Regions from separate parts of the Mus musculus genome. Here all the other regions are linked to region 1. The links are chromatin contacts, called in public Hi-C, HiCAR-type and HiChIP or PLAC-seq maps. All regions are on one chromosome and are shown on one strand. Each heading gives the region's core, a stretch centred on a gene start, on an enhancer-like site or on the middle of the called end of the contact. The rest is flanking DNA. Distances are from core to core; before and after follow the strand shown.

What was found. Hi-C and Micro-C count contacts between places; a contact is called where the count stands out from the background. HiCAR-type assays count read pairs that join an accessible place to other places. HiChIP or PLAC-seq counts read pairs in DNA pulled down with a chosen protein or histone mark.
Region 2: a contact with region 1 is called in a HiCAR-type map of astrocytes, with 6 times the contacts expected there. The contact joins the promoter of Hddc2 here to the promoter of Nkain2 in region 1. A contact is called at or near these places in 4 of 39 promoter capture datasets (the 3T3-L1 cell line, embryonic stem cells and hippocampal neurons) and 2 of 115 datasets of contacts at active chromatin or transcription factors (astrocytes and embryonic forebrain).
Region 3: a contact with region 1 is called in an H3K4me3 HiChIP or PLAC-seq map of embryonic forebrain, with 18 times the contacts expected there. The contact joins the promoter of Tpd52l1 here to the promoter of Nkain2 in region 1. A contact is called at or near these places in 4 of 39 promoter capture datasets (cranial neural crest, embryonic stem cells, frontonasal cranial neural crest and 1 more), 2 of 484 Hi-C or Micro-C datasets (embryonic fibroblasts and stem cell-derived neural stem cells) and 3 of 115 datasets of contacts at active chromatin or transcription factors (embryonic forebrain, embryonic stem cells and forebrain).
Region 4: a contact with region 1 is called in a Hi-C map of adipose-derived mesenchymal stem cells, with 2.2 times the contacts expected there. The contact joins the enhancer-like site here to the promoter of Nkain2 in region 1. A contact is called at or near these places in 8 of 39 promoter capture datasets (the 3T3-L1 cell line, 3T3-L1-derived adipocytes, cranial neural crest and 5 more), 3 of 484 Hi-C or Micro-C datasets (adipose-derived mesenchymal stem cells, cerebellar granule neurons and cerebral cortex) and 3 of 115 datasets of contacts at active chromatin or transcription factors (astrocytes, embryonic forebrain and forebrain).
Region 5: a contact with region 1 is called in an H3K4me3 HiChIP or PLAC-seq map of stem cell-derived neural progenitor cells, with 13 times the contacts expected there. The contact joins the enhancer-like site here to the promoter of Nkain2 in region 1. A contact is called at or near these places in 2 of 39 promoter capture datasets (the 3T3-L1 cell line and second pharyngeal arch cranial neural crest), 8 of 484 Hi-C or Micro-C datasets (cerebral cortex, cortical neurons, embryonic stem cells and 4 more) and 11 of 115 datasets of contacts at active chromatin or transcription factors (SST interneurons, VIP interneurons, embryonic forebrain and 7 more).
Region 6: a contact with region 1 is called in a HiCAR-type map of astrocytes, with 11 times the contacts expected there. The contact joins the promoter of Rnf217 here to the promoter of Nkain2 in region 1. A contact is called at or near these places in 6 of 39 promoter capture datasets (the 3T3-L1 cell line, cranial neural crest, frontonasal cranial neural crest and 2 more), 12 of 484 Hi-C or Micro-C datasets (the HL-1 cell line, adipose-derived mesenchymal stem cells, cerebellum and 8 more) and 12 of 115 datasets of contacts at active chromatin or transcription factors (SST interneurons, VIP interneurons, astrocytes and 8 more).

Annotation. Positions count from the first base shown.
Region 1 is chr10:32,888,484-32,891,380 of GRCm38.p6, reverse strand. It overlaps Nkain2 (Na+/K+ transporting ATPase interacting 2), which reads left to right and starts at 1,466. Exons shown (of 7, transcript NM_001013411.2): 1 at 1,466-1,738. The coding sequence starts at 1,685.
Region 2 is chr10:31,311,938-31,314,834 of GRCm38.p6, reverse strand. It overlaps Hddc2 (HD domain containing 2), which reads right to left and starts at 1,430. Exons shown (of 6, transcript NM_027168.2): 1 at 1,352-1,430; 2 at 199-320. The coding sequence starts at 1,420.
Region 3 is chr10:31,444,490-31,447,386 of GRCm38.p6, reverse strand. Tpd52l1 (tumor protein D52-like 1) reads left to right here and starts at 1,429. Exons shown (of 8, transcript NM_001359364.1): 1 at 1,429-1,675. The coding sequence starts at 1,657.
Region 4 is chr10:31,502,777-31,505,673 of GRCm38.p6, reverse strand. Rnf217 (ring finger protein 217) reads left to right here. Exons shown (of 6, transcript NM_001146349.1): 5 at 1,852-1,923. Among named protein-coding and RNA genes, the nearest start is that of Gm51764, 55 kb to the right of the region's middle. Within about 2 kb of position 1,358, at least 63 of the 459 cell types and tissues checked have an H3K27ac peak or open chromatin away from gene starts, as enhancers often do. A contact at or near this core is called in adipose-derived mesenchymal stem cells, where this site is marked.
Region 5 is chr10:31,591,412-31,594,308 of GRCm38.p6, reverse strand. All of the region lies in intron 1 of Rnf217 (ring finger protein 217), which reads left to right. Among named protein-coding and RNA genes, the nearest start is that of Rnf217, 17 kb to the left of the region's middle. Within about 2 kb of position 1,393, at least 134 of the 459 cell types and tissues checked have an H3K27ac peak or open chromatin away from gene starts, as enhancers often do. A contact at or near this core is called in SST interneurons, VIP interneurons, cerebral cortex and 8 more, where this site is marked.
Region 6 is chr10:31,608,327-31,611,223 of GRCm38.p6, reverse strand. Rnf217 (ring finger protein 217) reads left to right here and starts at 1,499. Exons shown (of 6, transcript NM_001146349.1): 1 at 1,499-2,840. The coding sequence starts at 2,040.

The sequences.
Region 1 (2,897 bases), core at 217-2,716:
AGTCTAAATGATTCTCAAGCTGATGCTGATGGAAGGGAGACTAGGTCCTCAGTGTGGGTAAAGTTACCATACACAAATGTCGTTTTTCAAGGAGGCTTAAGTCCTACTTGTCTCACGAACCTTGTTGGTTAGCTTTTTTTCTTTTTTTCCGGTTTTACATCTCTAACGATGGTATTTTTTAGCTCCATGAACAGTTCTTTTCACTCACAGCACTTTATTCCAATGGCTTTACTATCCAGTGGATCTCAACAGTACACCCTCTCTCTGTAGCCAGATTAGGAATGCTTTCAGTAGCTGTTGGGACTGTAAATGAAATGCCCTCTTCTGAACACCAAGGTCTAAATGACCATCACTTGCTCCAGCATGTTTTTCCCTTCAGCTTTTTACCCGTAGGTGGCAGCAACAGGCTCCAGAGTGCGTGTCCGCAGGTAACTGCTGCTGTCAAACCTGGAGTATGACCAAGCAAGGACACATAACCAACCGGATGGTGCATGAGGTCTGGTAGATAAGTGCTCAAATTTCATCGGCTCCTTCCATTGTTAAGAAAGCAGTCTGAAGCACCAAAACCAAACTCCTACATTTCCTCTGGCTCCCTACATTTTGCAACTTCAAGAGGCAATTCCGTTCGGTCCTTGTAGCAGGCTAATCTTTGAAACTCTGGAATCTCTGTCCCTTGCTGTCCTTGCCTCGTGCCAAGCACAGGACTGTTGGTTGGCCGCCACCGTGTCCACTTCTCTCCCTCCGCTCTTTGCTGTAAGTGCATGCAGGTTTTCCAGTGGGGAAGAATGCCTTAGCGGCACCCCAGTTGATATCTCACCATCCCTTTTCATAACCGTACTTTCACACACACACACACACACACACACACACACACACACACACACACACACACACACCACAGCTTGCACGTGTAATGCTTCTGGCAGGGTTGCCTCAGCAAGACCGATACCAACAAAGCAAGGCATCGCCAAGCAAGCAAGCAAGCAAGCACGCAAGCAAGCAAGCAAGCCAGCCAGCCATGCCACCGGGACTCCTCCGACCCGATCCCTCGCGTTGTTCCCGCAGTCAACGCCCCCGCAGCTCCCAGGCACCGCGACACCACGCCCGCAACGGCCAGGGCTGCTGCCCGCCACGACCTCTGAGAAGTTGTTGATTGGGAGGGGATCCGCTCATCTAGGCAAGGGGAAGGGCGCCGCAGGGCGTCCGCGCGGCCCCCGCAGCCGCCCCGCCCCTGGGCCCCGCACGCGGAGCGCAGAACAGAGGCGCCCGGCGCGCATCTCAGCCGCCCCGGGAGCCCGCGCACCCGTGCGTGGGGAGGGAGTGCGGGGCGGGCGAGCGCTCGTCGGGCGTGGGCCGCAACTTGGCGGGCCAGATGCCCCAGGGCTCGGCGGCGCTGTCTGCCTGCCGCTGCTGCCCCTGCGGGGCCCGGGCGCGTCTCCTTGGGCGGCGCTGCCCGCGGCGCTGGGAGTGCAGTGAACGAGTAAAGGTATGTGTGGCGGGCGCGGCTGGGGCAGCCGCCGCCGCGCAGGACACTGTCACTTCCCTGGACATTGGCAGCGGCATCTGGGAGCCCTAGAGCCCTGGGCAGGTTCTCCTGTCCTTCCCCACGATCTGATTGGATAAACTGGGGCCTCGACGGTGGCCGACGTGGGACAGCCTGGCTGTGGCAGGGGTCTCGGAAACCATGGGTTATTGCAGTGGCAGGTGCACGCTTATCTTTATCTGTGGCATGCAACTGGTAAGTGACGCTTGGGTTCTCTTATTCTCTTATGTACCATTGAGAGAGTGGGCAGGGAGTGTAGTAAGAGATCTGCCATTGAGCAGGACGGAAGGGAAAAGAAGAGATAAAAGATGCCACATATTACCTGTATTTAAAATGATTTTAGGGGTGCAGCAGAAGTGAGCCTTTCTGCCTTTCCCCGTTTCTGTCCCTCTAAGGACAGTTTTGCAGGTGCAGGTTAAACTTGTTATCTTTAATTTCTTTAAGGGAGTGGAGATGTTGCTCTCCTTTTATGCTTGGCATTCTTGCTAATGTGAACAGGATGGTTGTCATATATATTTTACTATATATGCGTGTAAGTTGAAAAGCAGATTTTCAGGCTTTTATATACTTGTTTTGAAGTATTTATTTATCGTCGCTTGATATTTTCTTAGAATATATTGTCTTATAATTTTCTTAAAAACTCCTTGTTTAGGTCAGATGTGTTCTAGCAGCATTCTGAACTAAAAAGCCACAGTGAGTTCTAAAAGTATGTAGATCAGAGAGAGATACTTAAACTCTGCAACACCATTGCCCCAGAGTGGACCTTTAAAACATAAGAGCTACAAAAATTCCAAGAAGAAATAATATCTTGTCTTCCATAATGTACAATATTGCCACTGAAATTGATGCTATTGTTTGATCTCACAGGATGGGGGATTGTATGTAAGTTTGGAAGAATATCCTATTGCTGCTTTTAAAAAGCCAAGAATGCAAATAATGTCTCGATTTCAATTCCTAAAGGCAATAGGAGGAGGGGCTTAGGGGAAGATAGGGTGAAAATTTATGTCAGTGGCAAATGGTTAATTTGAAATAGGGGGCACTTCTGCAACACCAAGTAGCTTTCCATAGAAAGTATAAATTAGTCTAAACAGTTCCCCTTATTTGTTTTATAAAGGGTTGGGGGCTGTAGAATGGAAGACAATTATTGAAAATCCAGTCATCGCAGGGTGTTTAAATGAACAAGAATTTGCTATTAAAACTGACAAAAGAATTTCTTAAGTTTTCTTCACTGTTTATCACTTGCAAAGACCTGCAGAGGGTTCTTCTTTTATTTCTTTCTTTTCTCTTTCTTTTTTCCTTTAAAAAAACTTACTTAAAGTGTTTGAGGCATCTCAGCTCTGGTATCCCACCGCCA
Region 2 (2,897 bases), core at 181-2,680, 1.6 Mb after region 1:
ATAGTTCAAAGCCAAGTAAATACTAATTAATGCAAAGATACAATTCACACATATTCACCCTTTAAGGCCCTAACTTCTCACTTGTTTCCCCTGAGACCAACGCAGAATGTAACAGAAAACTTACTATAGTTTACAACTGAAGTCATCCTCACACAGAGTCCAGAAACCTTCATAAGCATCAATGTTCAAATAACTTACCTATCCTTGTTAAGACGGTCATCTCTGGTCACCATGGCCATAACTGCCATCCGGTACATGTGATCTGACACGCTTTCTGGCTTTTCGACATTTCTGTATACCCAGCCAGTCCGTGGAACTCTCTAATAAATAAGATAAGGAATTAAACAAAACACTATCCCTGGGAACAACAACAAAAAATGACAGGTGCTCTTCAAGAAAATGCCAGAGAATGGCCACAGAGCCACATGTCAGCTGAGTCGTGGTTTCAAACCTATTTTTTTAAAAATGTTTCATTTAAACTAATCATATCGATAAAAATCTGAAATCTCACTAGTGAGTGGACAATTCACAAATATACAAAAATGTTCAAAAGTATACAAAAGTCCAATAGTCTTTACTCTGTGCTAGTGAAGTATAACTATGGGATAATACACAAAAAGTTTTTAGACATAAAAGCAAAACTGGTGGTACGCCTGGTGGTACACGCCTGGAATCTAAGAACTCAACAGGTGAAGACCCAAGTTCCAGGCTGCCAGCCTGTGCTGTTCATCTGTGGTGTAGTTAGGAAAAATGCAAAGCAAAGCCCCAGTATTATTCCTAACTATGAGAGTAGTAGGTTTGTGCCGTCCAAAAACTCATTTCATACAATAATAGAATATTTTGTACATGCAACATGTGACAGACTCTCCAATTCTAACTCAGATGGCTTGGAGGAGTTTCCATGGCAGTCAAGCCTTTCACTACTTCTCAACCTGTGTAAGTCTGCATTTTCTCTGGGAGTTCTATGCATCTAACGAATTTCACAAATAGTCGCAGTGTTACAGAACAGCTCATCTTGGAACAAAGGGGGCTCTGCACAAGCTCTGCCAAGCAAGGGCTGGTGCACGCTGAAACCGATTTACTGAAACCAACAGTTCCGGAAGTCACGGTGATAGAGGAAGGTTTCCACAGCCTACGTGCAGGGGTTTCGGCTCCTGCCTTCCGCTGCCGCTCCGCAGCATCGCCATGGCCTGGGTTGTGGCCGCGCTGGGCATGGAGCGTGCACGAGTCCCCGGTCCAGCCTCGGCTGCGTACCCGCCAGCAACGCCGGGCTGAGCGAGGGAGGTTGCGTGAGGTCGGTGCCTGAGCTGGGCCGCACCGCCTCCCGGCCAAGCCGATCCCACCCGCTCACCTTGAGCTGCCCAACTAGACGCAGAAAACGCAACAGCCCGGCTCCAGAGCCGGACGAGGCCAAAGCCATGCTGAAGTGCATAAGAGCTGGGCGGTGTCAACCTCAAGCCCCTCCCCATTCCCCTTCAGCTCCTCCCCGCCCTCCTTCAGCTCCTCCCCGCCCTCCTTCAGCTCCTCCCCGCCCTTCTTCAGCTCCTCCCCGCCCTCCTTCAGCTCCTCCCCGCCCTCCTTCAGCTCCTCCCCGCCCTCCTTCAGCTCCTCCCCACCCTTTGGCTCCTCCTCACAGCCCCACTTCCTCCTTTGGTAGAGCACTTTCTCTGTACTAAGGTCTGTGCTCAGACTTTGGATGGTCTCTGCCCAAGTAACCATCAACTTTCACAGGAATCGCAGCTTGACGCTAAGGGCAGAAAGGCCTAAGGAGGATGAAGCTGGATAATGCCTGCAAACCTTGCTTCTTAGAAGCCCAGTGTCTGATTGGCAGGAAGAGCTAGCTATAAGAAGCTTCGCTTAACCAGTTTAACAAAGGCACTGGGCAAGCCTGTGAAGGGAGGCAATGCTTGGCAGACATACCAGGAAACTTTGGAGGAAGCAGGAAATGGGCTAGTAAGAGGAAGCCCATGGTGAAACCACAAGCATCCATTCTGCCAGGAAACTGATCAGGATCTTCCAGGACTACCTGACTAGTTTCCATTGACAATTTGATGGTACAAACTTTTAAATGCAGTTAATGGATATGGACAAATTCAAGCAGAGGGAGTCGAGGATATGAATAAGATTCAAGAAGAAAGAGAAATAAAAAGGAATTCCAATTTTATTTGTAACAAAGTAGGTTTATTTATTTACAGGGCCCTAAAAGGTGATGGTTCTAATGAACCATTGTCTGTTCTCGTTTCTCACTACTTGATATACCTACCACCTCTTCCATATGAGCCCGAATACTATACCGGGAACTATACTAGAAAATGTATAGTCATCATAGCATAATGTTGGTATAGAATGTTGCTCAGTAGATTCTACAGAACCCTGAGGCAGCATCCATGAGCAGCATCCAGGATTCTAAAGTCAGCTCTACAGAAGAAATGAAAAGTTGGCAGTATAGTGTAGCTGTGCATGAGGTCCCAAGTGCTCTCCAGCACTGAAGTAGCATCCATGAGCAGCATCCAGGATTCTAAAGTCAGCTCTACAGAAGAAATGAAAAGTTGGCAGTGTAGTGTAGCTGTGCATGAGGTCCCAAGTGCTCTCCAGCACTGAAGTAGGTGAGTGGTTTGTGTTATCTATAAAGCACAAGCTTCAAATGCCAGCACCACCAGGCTGCCTTGCTATGCTAAGGTCCTAGGTGTAGAAAGCCCTATTCCTGGTTTTATATATAGTCCCTATCTGCTTTCTCCCTATAAATCATACTGTTAGTCACTCTAATCAGAGTGTTTGAATCAGGTGTTATCGCAGTAAAAATGCCTGTGAAAGTGGCTTTTTAGAGTATAAAACTTTCTGGAAATCATAAATAGGACTTTATGGAAGTAGAATATCTTAAATAGCACCTTGCTCAC
Region 3 (2,897 bases), core at 180-2,679, 1.4 Mb after region 1:
AGTAGCTTAAAGTTTTAGCAATCAGAAATGAGCCAGATGAAAGTAGGTGGCCTAAGATGAAAAGTCAGGAGCTATTTTTAGCTTTTAACAGCTGGGAGTCAACTGTTGTGACTTGGTGTTTAATTTCTAGGATTAAGACGACCAGAAAACCTGAATAGACTCTAAAAGTGATTTCATCATCCAGTAGCCACTTTGTACCTGCCTGGTAACTTTCACTAAAAGTCATTATAGGGTAAATGTCATGAAATTGATTACATACCTATGAGATCTTCAACACAAAACTGAGAAAAACAAACAGACAAACCACCCAACCCAAACCACTGGCATGCTCGTGTGCATGCCACAAAACCACCAGTATTCTTTCTTTCAAGGGAAAGGACACCCATTTTTGTATTTTATCCTGTAACTTTGAGAGTAACTTGGGTGTGGTAAAAATACGACTTTTTGATTGATTAATCACTATCTTTCCTGAGTGTAAATCTACTTGAGGCTCTTTGGCAGAAATTACAGGAGATTTAATATAATAAACACCTTCAATCTCACCAGACTCCCCCATCTATTTTATAGAGAAAGAGAATGACACCCTTTCACGCAAAATTGCAAATTATGTAACACCAAGCATAAGAAAATGCTAGACTGTTTCATGAAGTTTGTGAGACGCTGAGGAAAAGGAAGTACGTAGAGACTGGTGGGGGTGACGTGTGAGCGCCCATTCATACTGTTAGCTTTCCAGTTACACCAGCAGACAAGCCTTGACACAGGACTGAAGTTTTAGTCTTCTCTGAAAAGGACTCCTACACCAATCTAGTGACACAGCCTACAGGCTCGGGATAACAAGACACATGTCCTATTAATGTGTCTTAGGCTCCATGTTCCTTTGTCACTTTTCACTCGGATTTGCTTGTAACACCAAACTCAGTTTTTCTTCTGCCTGTTGGAGTAAACAAAAATCTCAAAATATTGCAGCCCCTACCCCCCACGCCAGCACTGCCCAGTTTCGTTTCAAACTAGATTCATGCCCAACACCCTAAGTGCAATATAGTGTGATGAACTTTATAGAAGAAGTATACACATTACATAACCTTAATAAACTGTGTTTTTGTCCGAGCACTGTATGCTCAATGTTAAATGAGCCAATTACATTAAGTAAGGGTTCTATAAATGGGCATATAACAAAGTTATATAATGGTCAGTTGACAAAAAGAATATGGTACTGGGGCGCCCAGGAACCTAACCTGACTGTCTCCACCAGGACCAATGGCTCAGCATTGTACCCCTGCGCTCCCTACCTCCTTCCTGCCAAGGCATTTGTGTCTTGTGGGCTTCTGGGCTATGGTGTTGGTTGTCTGCGCGTTTGTGTGCTGGAGGGGAAGCCTCCCACTGGGTGCGCAGAGCGGCCGGCAGGTGGCGCCCGACCTGGCGTTCTCGGTTGCGCTGTGTAGCCTAGGTGGATTGGAAGGGGCGGAGGTAACCAGCAGCGGCCAGTGGTGGCCGCCGCCAGTACCCCGCCCCCTCCACGAATGCTCGCGACACGCGCGCCGGGAGAGGGCACGGGCGGCGGGGCTAGCTGTCTTCCGAGCTCGGGAATCGCTACCATCTGCTGCTCTGCGAGGAGTCCGCGTGTTCTCCGCGGTGCTCAGCTCCAAACCGGCCACCATGGAGGCGCAGGCACAAGGTGGGTGGTCGCCGGTCGCCCCCGAGGTCTGGTCCTCAGATGTACAGAGAGACTATTTTCCTTCAGTACCTAACTTTACTCCGGGACAGACAGGGACATCCTACGCAGACGGAACTCTGCGCCTACGCGCGCCTTCGGGATCCTTTGCTTGACTCAGATTTTGCGGTGGGGCTGGGGACCAGGGAAGGGCTGAGGACTGAAAACAGAGTAGCGGGTCTGCAGGGATTGTGTCCTTGTCTGCACTATCCCTTCCAGCAGTCAGTGGGCCATACTTCCTCGTCCTGGAAGGTGTTCAAAGGACCTGTTGTTCAGGCTCCGGATGTCTGCGCTGTTCTTCCCGGGGAGGCGTGGGGAGAGCCGGATCTTCTGGACTCCGGCCTTGGGGCTCACCTCTTGCAGTTCACAAATGCGGGCGGGGGTGACGCGGACCCGAGAGGTGGTGGTTTTGTGGAGACTCAGTGTCCCTGCTATTCGAGGGCTGCAGCGTGGGAGGATTGGCCTTCAAAGGCAAGAGAGCTTCACATTTCCCCCCAACCCCCAACCCCGCCCCCGACATCCAGATTGATAACCCTATCCCAGTTTTTCGTGTTCTTAGAAGAGTCGCTTTCCCACCCCACCCCACCTCACCCCCCACCCCAGCCGCACCCAGTGCCTGCCTTAATTGAGGGTTGGTCACCTGCTCTCCGTGCTCAGGGTGTTCGCTGGAGGAATCCAGAGAACTCTAGGATCATTCAAAATAAGAGTAAAGGGATCTTAGAAAGGATCAGAGATTGCCTTTATTATTATTATTATTATTATTATTATTATTATTATTATTATTATTATACCTAAGTTCACTGTAGCTGACTTCAGACACACCAGAAGAAGGTGTCAGATCTCATTATGGATGGTTGTGAGCCACCATGTGGTTGCTGGGATTTGAACTCAGGACCTTCGGAAGAGCAGTCAGTTTAGAGCAGGCCCTTTACCTGCCGAGCCATCTCATCAGCCCAGAGATGGTCTTATGTGGAGTGAGGGACAGGGAGGACGAAAGCTCTCGGAAATTCACTTTGGAAGCAGCACTCAGAAGGAATGGTTTGCATTAATGCCATCATGACCACCTTTCCTCGCACTGAGGAATTTTGTGGTGCCCTTTTAAATACATAATGCTTTTTTTTTTCTTCAAATGAAGTAAAGAGATTCACGACCTCATGCATTCTAAGGGCAAAAGCAGCTCGAATGA
Region 4 (2,897 bases), core at 109-2,608, 1.4 Mb after region 1:
GGGCCAGGGGTTCCAGTAGGTCCTTTACCAAAGAGTGAGAAGAGAATCACTCCTTTTATGAACAAAATTGAAAAGTTAAGGTTGTTAACATGACATTCTTTCATGATCAGCGCTTCTGAAACCCTGGGAAAGCCAATTGCTGACAAGAAGAATGTATGGACTTAACAGGTATCTAAACACAAGGATGTGCTGTTGATTGTTTATAGAATATGAAATGGGACAATGATGAAAAAGCACACACATCCCAAAGAAATAAACAAATAAAACAGTAAATGTTAAGACACAATCAATGGTAGATTGTCATAGCAGAAATTAAACAAAATTTTAAATTAAAAATGTTTAAATAAGATATAATTTATGGTTGTGAAAAATTATATTTGATTATTGAAAATGATGTTCTAAGAGAATTGTTACTGATCTTGGAATAAGAGAAAGCGTGCTTACTCCACTCAAAATCATCTTTAGCAGTCCATGTCCTACACTGTCAAGTTTATTCCTTCTAAAGGGCAGATATTTGCTCCTTGTATTCCGTGATGGTTGGGAAGAAAATGTCAGTGCTATTATTACTTGACAGTTATATTCTGATGCTGTGAAGAAATGTCTTGGTGGATACTTTAAGGATATATTACTAAAGAGATTAAGCTGTATGTTTATAATATGTAACCCTTTGTACTGTATTCTAGCTTCTTCCACACAGCTCTATGGATACACATGCCCTTGTTCAATAAGATTTCATGTCACTTAACTGAGTTTTGTTATTGTGTAAAGCAAAAGAAAAAAACGTATGTCTGGGCATTATGTTAAATGGACAACAATTCATATCTAAATACTAGGTATTAAGTAATGCTAAAATTGATATTTAAAACTGTATTTTTTTATATCTAGTCATCTAATTCCAAAACTGTTTTCTATGAATTAAAAAAGTTAATTTTTCCTGCCAAACTCCCAACAAATGGCTGAATTATCTTTCATTCATTGGTCAATGATCATAACTTATAGATGGTATTGCTGTGTGATTCTTAAGTAGCTGTGTGACTACTGCAGACTTCCTGTTCCCTTCACACTCTTTGTGACATTTCGTTTGTACGGTTATGTCAAAAGTCACAGCACAGTAACAAGAAATAAGTAACTGTCCTGGTTTTGTCTATGTTGGAGCCTTTTAGAGATATAGGGAGTCCTCTAGTGGCTTCTGGGCTGCAGTTACATGTAACAATGGTGATTATTATCACAGATCAAATATTCATTCAGCAGAGAAACCGCTGGTGCTGCCAAGCGTGCTGTGCCTGCCAGCACTGAGCTGTCTTACAATGCTGCCTGTTAACATTTGTTTCAGTGATTCACTTGGGTAACTTCCAGCACATCACTTACGCAGTGGGAAGTTCCCCTAGCAGTTGTCTTCAGGCATCCCATTTGGAGTTCAGTCTGTTAGACATTCATATGATGTCCCTCTTTATCTAGCAAGTAAATAAAGCATTGTTCTTAGACATGGGGCTGGTCAGACACCCTCTCTGATCCCTACTGGCTGTCTAACTTTGTGAGCTCAATAGATTATCCTCTGAGTCACTCCATTCTTAATCGTTCAACATTTTGTACGTTGAAAGTAGGAGAAATCTAAAGGAAAAGCACAGAGACTGAAGCGCATCAGTGAAAAGGATTATAGTCTGTTTTGGGTATAAATAGTAAGGGACCTGTGGCTACACGGCATCTGCCCATGGCTTTGTGGCACTGTACATACACCATGTATCAGTTCTATATGTGCCCTTAATTGTTCTTATGCTTCTTTAAGGATTACTGTAACTGCTCTGTAACTCAGCAGTGAGAGCCTTTAACTCTTATACTTTTGTTTTTCAGCTGGAAAGCTCTTCATTGCGCCTCTCATCCTGGTTTTGGGATTGGCACTAGGGGCCATAGCAGTTGTAATCGGTAAGACACGTGACATATTTGAGATTAGATTTCTCCCACAGCAGTAGAGACCGTGTGAGTGTACATGTGGTGGTGTGAGTCAGTCAGTTTGTGTGGTTTCTGCTCTGCCTTGCTTAAAACAGCCATGCAGTTCAGGGCATATAAGTCAGAGGAACATGTTTCCTACAGGATGTGTTTATGAGACTTTAGTATATAAACATATGTATTAAAGGAGTAGTTTTCAAACAGCATGATAGTCTGTAGTCTGTTGCAGACACACATTGCTAGATTCTACTGTCAGTTTCTAGCACAGTGTGCTGGCTGGACCCATGAGTTTACGTTTCTAAAATGGTCCAGATGCTACTAATGCTATTAGTCCATCGCTGCTCTGAGAAGCAGACCTTTAGAAATGCCAACCTAAACGCTCTGGACAGAAGCTACATTGATCATTATTCCTATAGAAAACGGGGTGCTTTCCTGAATTAAATGATTTTCCACATGTGAACTTCTCTTTATAGATAGTGACTGTGTGGGGCAGAGAGAATTACAAAATATCTCACATTTAAGTCATTAGAGTCAGTTGGGACTTTAGGAACCACATGTATGTTCTTATATAAAATGTATGCCAACCAATAATGAAATAAATATTATAGTGTGCACATTATAGGATTGTGACAATAAAGACAAGGACAAAAGGCTAGACGGTTTCCTAGAAAACATTGGCTCTGTTGTGCTGGTGGTTTTTTAATTAGACTTGTATGACTGAAGGTGATAAAGGGGTCAAAGGACTTCAGGGAAATAGAAAGAATGAAGTCGTATAGAAAACACATCCCATACTAATTTTATGTTTGTGAACTATTAATAATTATTGTTGTAAATTAGTTTGTAAATAAGTAAAATTGGGAAAATTTAAGTATATATGTATGTACACATATATGTGTACACAGACATACACACACTCACACACACACACACACACACACACACACATACCT
Region 5 (2,897 bases), core at 144-2,643, 1.3 Mb after region 1:
CTTAAGATGTGGGAAAAAAAGTCACCGAATATTATGGATTGTTCCATTTCGGTAACCTCTTGGTTTGTTACAATCTCAATGGACCCTGTAAGTTTGCTCAGAGCATTAGCTAATGAGGTCAAGGTCAAGTAGGCAATCTTCTCACAGGCAACTTGTTGATCAGTGGCCACATCCTTAACCCTGCATAGTCATGGAAGGACCTGTCTGCTGCTGATCATAAGACCAGAGCTCTGGCAAGGTGGGGGAATAATTAATTTTGTCATCTTTTTTGGACTAACAAATCACAGATTGAACAGTCAGCCAAGAGTTTCACAGCTTTCTCCAGAGAGGAATCTCACTGTCCAAAGCTTGCTCTTCCTTCACTAGCGTCAGTACATAGTGGGCATAAGAGGAGCGTGGGAAGGAGGAACAACTTGAGTGTTCATATCCTATTAAAATGAAATCAGAGCACAGAATATTTGGGAGCACATACTCATCTTTATGAGACAGGTGAGTCTTTATACAGTAGTCCATGATCAGTTTTCCCAGAACATTTAAAAAATCAACATGTGAAGAATAAGCTCCTCATGCAAAGATTAGGGTGCGATCTATGACACTAAGTTGTATGTTATGGATTGTTGGAGACAGCAGTTCTAGGAAGAGAGAGCTGTGTTTTGAGAAGTAGTGAAAGTTGGAACTTGGCTGGTATCTGAAAAGTGGCTGTTGCTGTAGAAGGTGGTAGAAAGTAGGTTAAGGGCTGGACACTTGTGAGTTAGAGTAAGCAAACACACACACATACACACACAAATCAAAACACACTTGTGCAAATAGAATGTGTAGTTGACGATGGTTGGAGAAGGGACTGGATCAGTCTATGTAACAGCTGCAGAAGAAAAGCTGAGAGCTGGTGAAAGGTGGTGAGCAGAACTAAGACCTCCCACACAGTAGAGCCTAGACTGGAGTCCCAGCTTCAGAGGGCTCGAATCGGACAAGGCTTGGCCTTCTTCAGAAACAGGAGGAAGTAGCATGTGTGCAGCTGTGGAGGAGGGCGCACAGACCAGCTATGGGTCAGATTCTATCGCTCCTCTGTGAAATCGATACTTTATTCCAACTGTGATGAGAAATCACTGGACCATTTGGTACAGCTGTAGAGATGTCATTAATATTTTAAAAAGATTCTCTCTTCTGTGTGGAATGTAAACTGTGTTTAGAGGGGAAGATAGCAGTAGGGACGTGACTAGGAGGCAGTTGCTGTGACAGCAGAGGGGCCAGTGGATCTGCACAATTATGCAGGTGCTGCAGATGGCTTGTCTGCATTATGTCTGCCTTGCCTTTTGCTTTTCAAAGGTGTTGGGGGTGCTCTGCGGCAGCAGTAGACCTTGCCAGTGCCTGCAGCCACTCTGTTGTAAGGCCTGGAGGTTGTGCAACCCTGTATACCAGCTGCAGTCTTATCTCCCAGGCAACACTGACAGACGTCTCCTTAGCTTGTTTCTCCTGCCAGATTTCCCTTGTCTAGGATGGATTTCTGTTGGCTTGCTTGCTTTTGTGTAGGTTGGGGGCACTGTGTAAAAAGCCATTGCCCTAAAGTATCTGTCTATATATGTTACTGTCTGTAGTTACTTTACCCATTAGAGCCAGTTTTGTGTCCCCTCCCCCTTAAAGTGCCTTTTTGTTTTTCTTGAAAGGAATTTTGTGCTTAATTTGATGCTTAGTGCTTAGCCTTCACCACCCTGTGAAACAAACAAGAGCTCCACCCTCTCCTCATGTAGACAGCAAAGGTGCTACAGCAACAGTGGGCACTGGTCGTTCTGTTCCATGCACGCCTTTGTTTATTGAGTTGGCTAGTAAGTGCCCTTTGCTTCTCTATTTAATTGTGTTTAATTATCTATATTCCCTTTTCTGGTTCTTATTTTTGTAACAGTGTTCTTTTCTGTACTAAGTTACATTTCCTCTGCATTTAATGACTCAGACTCTGGGGTCACAGCTCTGCCATCCACAGAGTGTGCTGTTTTGATGTGGCTGTCCTGTTCTTTGTTTTCAGTAAGCATGTAATGATAAAGTGGCTGCTTAAACAAAGGTCTGCTCTGTTGGGTCTATGCTGAGTAACTGAGTGGCCCCTCCCTCCCACACACTGATTTATTTCCCTCAGTGCCTGAGGATTTCCTGATACATTCTATGTTTATTATAAGACCAGTAACATTTCAATTGGCGTTAATGCCAATGTGATGTTTTTCCATATATGAAAACTACCTTGTGTTTACCTTTAACATAGATCTGTGCTCTAGTATGTTTTGCAGGTATTTTAGGAGAGTATAAATATGTACATACAGTTCAGCTTATGACTAGAAGAAGCCAATCTACTGAGTAGTGTTTACTAAATGTCAGAGATTTTCCAAGTAGATGGTATCATTAGTGAAAGGTACTGGGTAGTGTTCAGGAATACTTCAGTATTTTAAGTATTTATAAAATATGTTTGGAAAGCTGAATAGTTTCACTGTATTTTATGTTAGCAGAACGTTTTAACTCTACAGGAATTTGGACTCTTTTTGCCTTATTTTATTCTACTTTGATTTCCCAAATGGTGACCTTTTCATAAAGGGCCAGGCAAGTCACCTGCCCACATATTGCTCACTGCTCAGATTACACAGGAGCAATAAGGAATATTAGCTTGTTTTTGTTTTTGTTTTGTTTGAGACAGGATTTCTCTGTGTAGGCCTGAGGTTCTGGAATTCAATGTAAATCAGGCTGGCCTTAAACTCTTAGAAATCCACCTGCCTCTGCCTCCTGAGTGCCAGGATTAAAGGCAAGTACCACAACTACCAGGCTCACCTATTTTAAGAAAAAATAAAATAAAAGATTTCTTTGCATTTGTGTGTGTGTGTGTGTGTGTGTGTGTGTGTGTGTGTGTGTGTGGTGTA
Region 6 (2,897 bases), core at 250-2,749, 1.3 Mb after region 1:
AAGAAAGAAAGAAAGAAAGAAAGAAAGAAAGAAAGAAAGAAAGAAAGAAATCCCATCAGCACACTTATCAGTGGTGCTCCATGAACCTGGGATAGACTGAGCAAAGACCCACCATTATAGGATTGCGTTATGATTCCTCTGTGCTGTTGGGGACCTGTGAGTCCCAGACCTCATGCTAGAGGTGCCAGGCCCAGGAGTCAGGCACGAGAGGATTTACCTAGAGGAAGATGACATGTTGCTCAGAAATGCTAGCAGCATGTAGCAGGAAGAAGTCCTGGTAAGGAAAGAAAGGGCAATCCTTGAACAGGGAGATGGAGTCTTCTGGAGTCCCAGCAACATCCGTCCACTTACCTGTCTGGGCTTTCCAGCGGGTTGTGTTTCTGAGGTGGATACTGAGGATTGAGTGAGTGAGCTATCTCTCCAGGCTGCCTGAGTACCATTTAATCATCAAAAAATAGTTATTCTTCATTCTTGGGTCAGACTACTGAGTGCCAGGGCATCTGGCGGCAAGTCACCATGCTCTGGTGTACCTGAGCTTCAACCGCACCTGATTGAAACCCATGACCTTTGGGTCTCTGCTTGGTCAATACTGAATTCTTAGTTCCCTTGTAGCCTTTGCATTTGCCTTGGAAAATATTTTAGAACAAATCAATAACAACTTCAAGGTTAAAAAATAATCTACACATTTAACAGATTTTTCCTTTGACATGAATGTGTAAATTGAATTCCCTCCCTATTTTAAAAAAATAAAAATGGTTGGCTTCCCAAAAATGTTTTCATTGGCTTTAGAAAACTAAATCACACCAGTGTTTGGGTGACTAATACTTCCTGTAAAATAAAGATAGATCAACACATAATTAAGTTCTGGCTGAGATATAATTGTTGCCTTGGAAACAGTTTTGGGTATGAATATGGTTATGTTAATAAGTTTCCCTGATTCCTAATGATGATCCAGCTGATTAATCAGGCCAGGCTACCCACTTAAAGGGGTTCAGAAACAAAACAAAAACCAAACAAACAAACAAACAAAACCCCAAGAGCCCACAAAAATAATTCGCGAGAGAACACTGAGCAGAGGAAAAGCAGTAAATGTCAGATTAGTTATTCCTTAGTGCTTGTAAATATTATAGTTGGAGGAGCAGACGACAAGTGCTTTTGGGTTATTTATGGTTTTCGAAGATCCTTCCTATCGCACCAGGTAGAATGCACACCATCGCCTCTACTTCTCGAGCGTGACATCCCAGTGTGTTCTCCGTCCAGAGCCCAGGGTCCAGCAGTTTTTGTCGGAAGTTCTACTTAAAGCAGAGCACTAAGGGGCGCCTGCAAGCGCTTAAGCATTTGGCTGGGGCCGAGTGGGAATTCTTAGGGGTGAGAGCACAGCTCAGCTTAGATCACCCTCACTCCTGTGTGCGTGCGACTGTGTGCGTGGGCGCCCGCGCGCGTATGTGTGTACGTGTGGGGAGGTGTGTGCCAAAGGGGTGGGGTGAGGGGAGGGAGCAGGGCCCTAGGTGCTGCACGAGGAGAGGGAGGTCTCCCGCTTCTCCTCCAGGGACACCAGCCACTGCTTGCGGACTCGGCCACCTCTCGGTGACGCCACAGGCCCGGCGACCCTCGGGATCGCCGGCTGCGCGCCCCGCCGCGGAGGCAGGGATGGCGCGGGGCTGACCGTCTCCTCCCGCCTCCCGGGAACTCTTCCGCCCCACCCGGGACTCGCGGGTCCGCGGCAGCGCCGCGACGTGCATGCGGGCCGGGCCCCCTCAGCCTGAGGCCCTCGGAGTCCTCGAGGCGGTGCCCGGCCGCGCCGGACGAGGAGGAAGACGACGACTACGAGGTGGAGGAGGAGGAGCCGGCTGCCCGCACGCTGCGGCCCGGGAGCCCGGGCTCCCCGGAGGGCGCTTGGGGCGTCCCGGCCCCGGAGGAGGGATCCGGAAGCAGAAGGGCCGCCGCGAGTGGAGCGGAGCCGCTTGCCCGCGCTGCCCGGCGCCGGCTGGGGGTCCGGGCGGCTGGATGGGCGGCGGCGGCGCAGGCCGCGGGCGGCGATGGGCGAGGAGCAGAGCACGGTGAGCGGCAGCGGCGGGGCGCGGGCCTCTGGCGGAGGCTCGGCGGGCCAGCCCGAGTCCCCCAGGCCGCGAGGGGACCGCGTCCGGACAGCCGGGCCGCGCGCTGCAGCCTCCTCTTCACGGCCGAACGGCGGCGGCGGCGGCAGAGACCCGGGCTGCGTGGACGCGAGTGTCCAGGAGCCTGCGAGCAACCGGGCCCCGGCAGGGCAGCCCGCGCGACTGCCACTCAGCGGGCCCCTGGACCCCCAGAGTCTGGAACTGCAGCTGGAGCGCGAGGCGGAGGGAGCGGGGCCACGGGAGGCGCCCCCCGGCCAGCAGCCCCCCGACGGGCTGCTCCTGGACGTGCTGGCCCAGCGACACCCGCCCCCCGCCAAGCCGCAAGTCCTCTGCTCCGTGTACTGCGTGGAGAGCGACTTGCCCGAGGCCCCCTCCGCCGAGTCCCCGTCGCCGTCGGAGTCCCCACCTCAAGCACCGCTGGGGCCGATTCCCGCCAGCCCGCCGCCCTCCTTCCCCAGCTCCCCGCTGTCGCTCCCGGCTGACCCCCTTTCCCCCGACGGCGGCAGCATCGAGCTGGAGTTCTACCTGGCTCCGGAGCCCTTCTCCGTGCCTGGCCTATTAGGGGCTCCACCCTACTCTGGCCTGGGGGGAGTAGGGGACCCCTATGCGCCCCTCATGGTGCTGATGTGCCGGGTGTGCCTGGAAGACAAACCCATCAAGCCCCTGCCCTGCTGCAAGAAGGCGGTGTGCGAGGAGTGCCTCAAAATCTACCTGAGCTCTCAGGTAACTCTCCACTACTCTCTGCCCACCCTCAGCCCTGATCGCCATGGCAAGGCATTA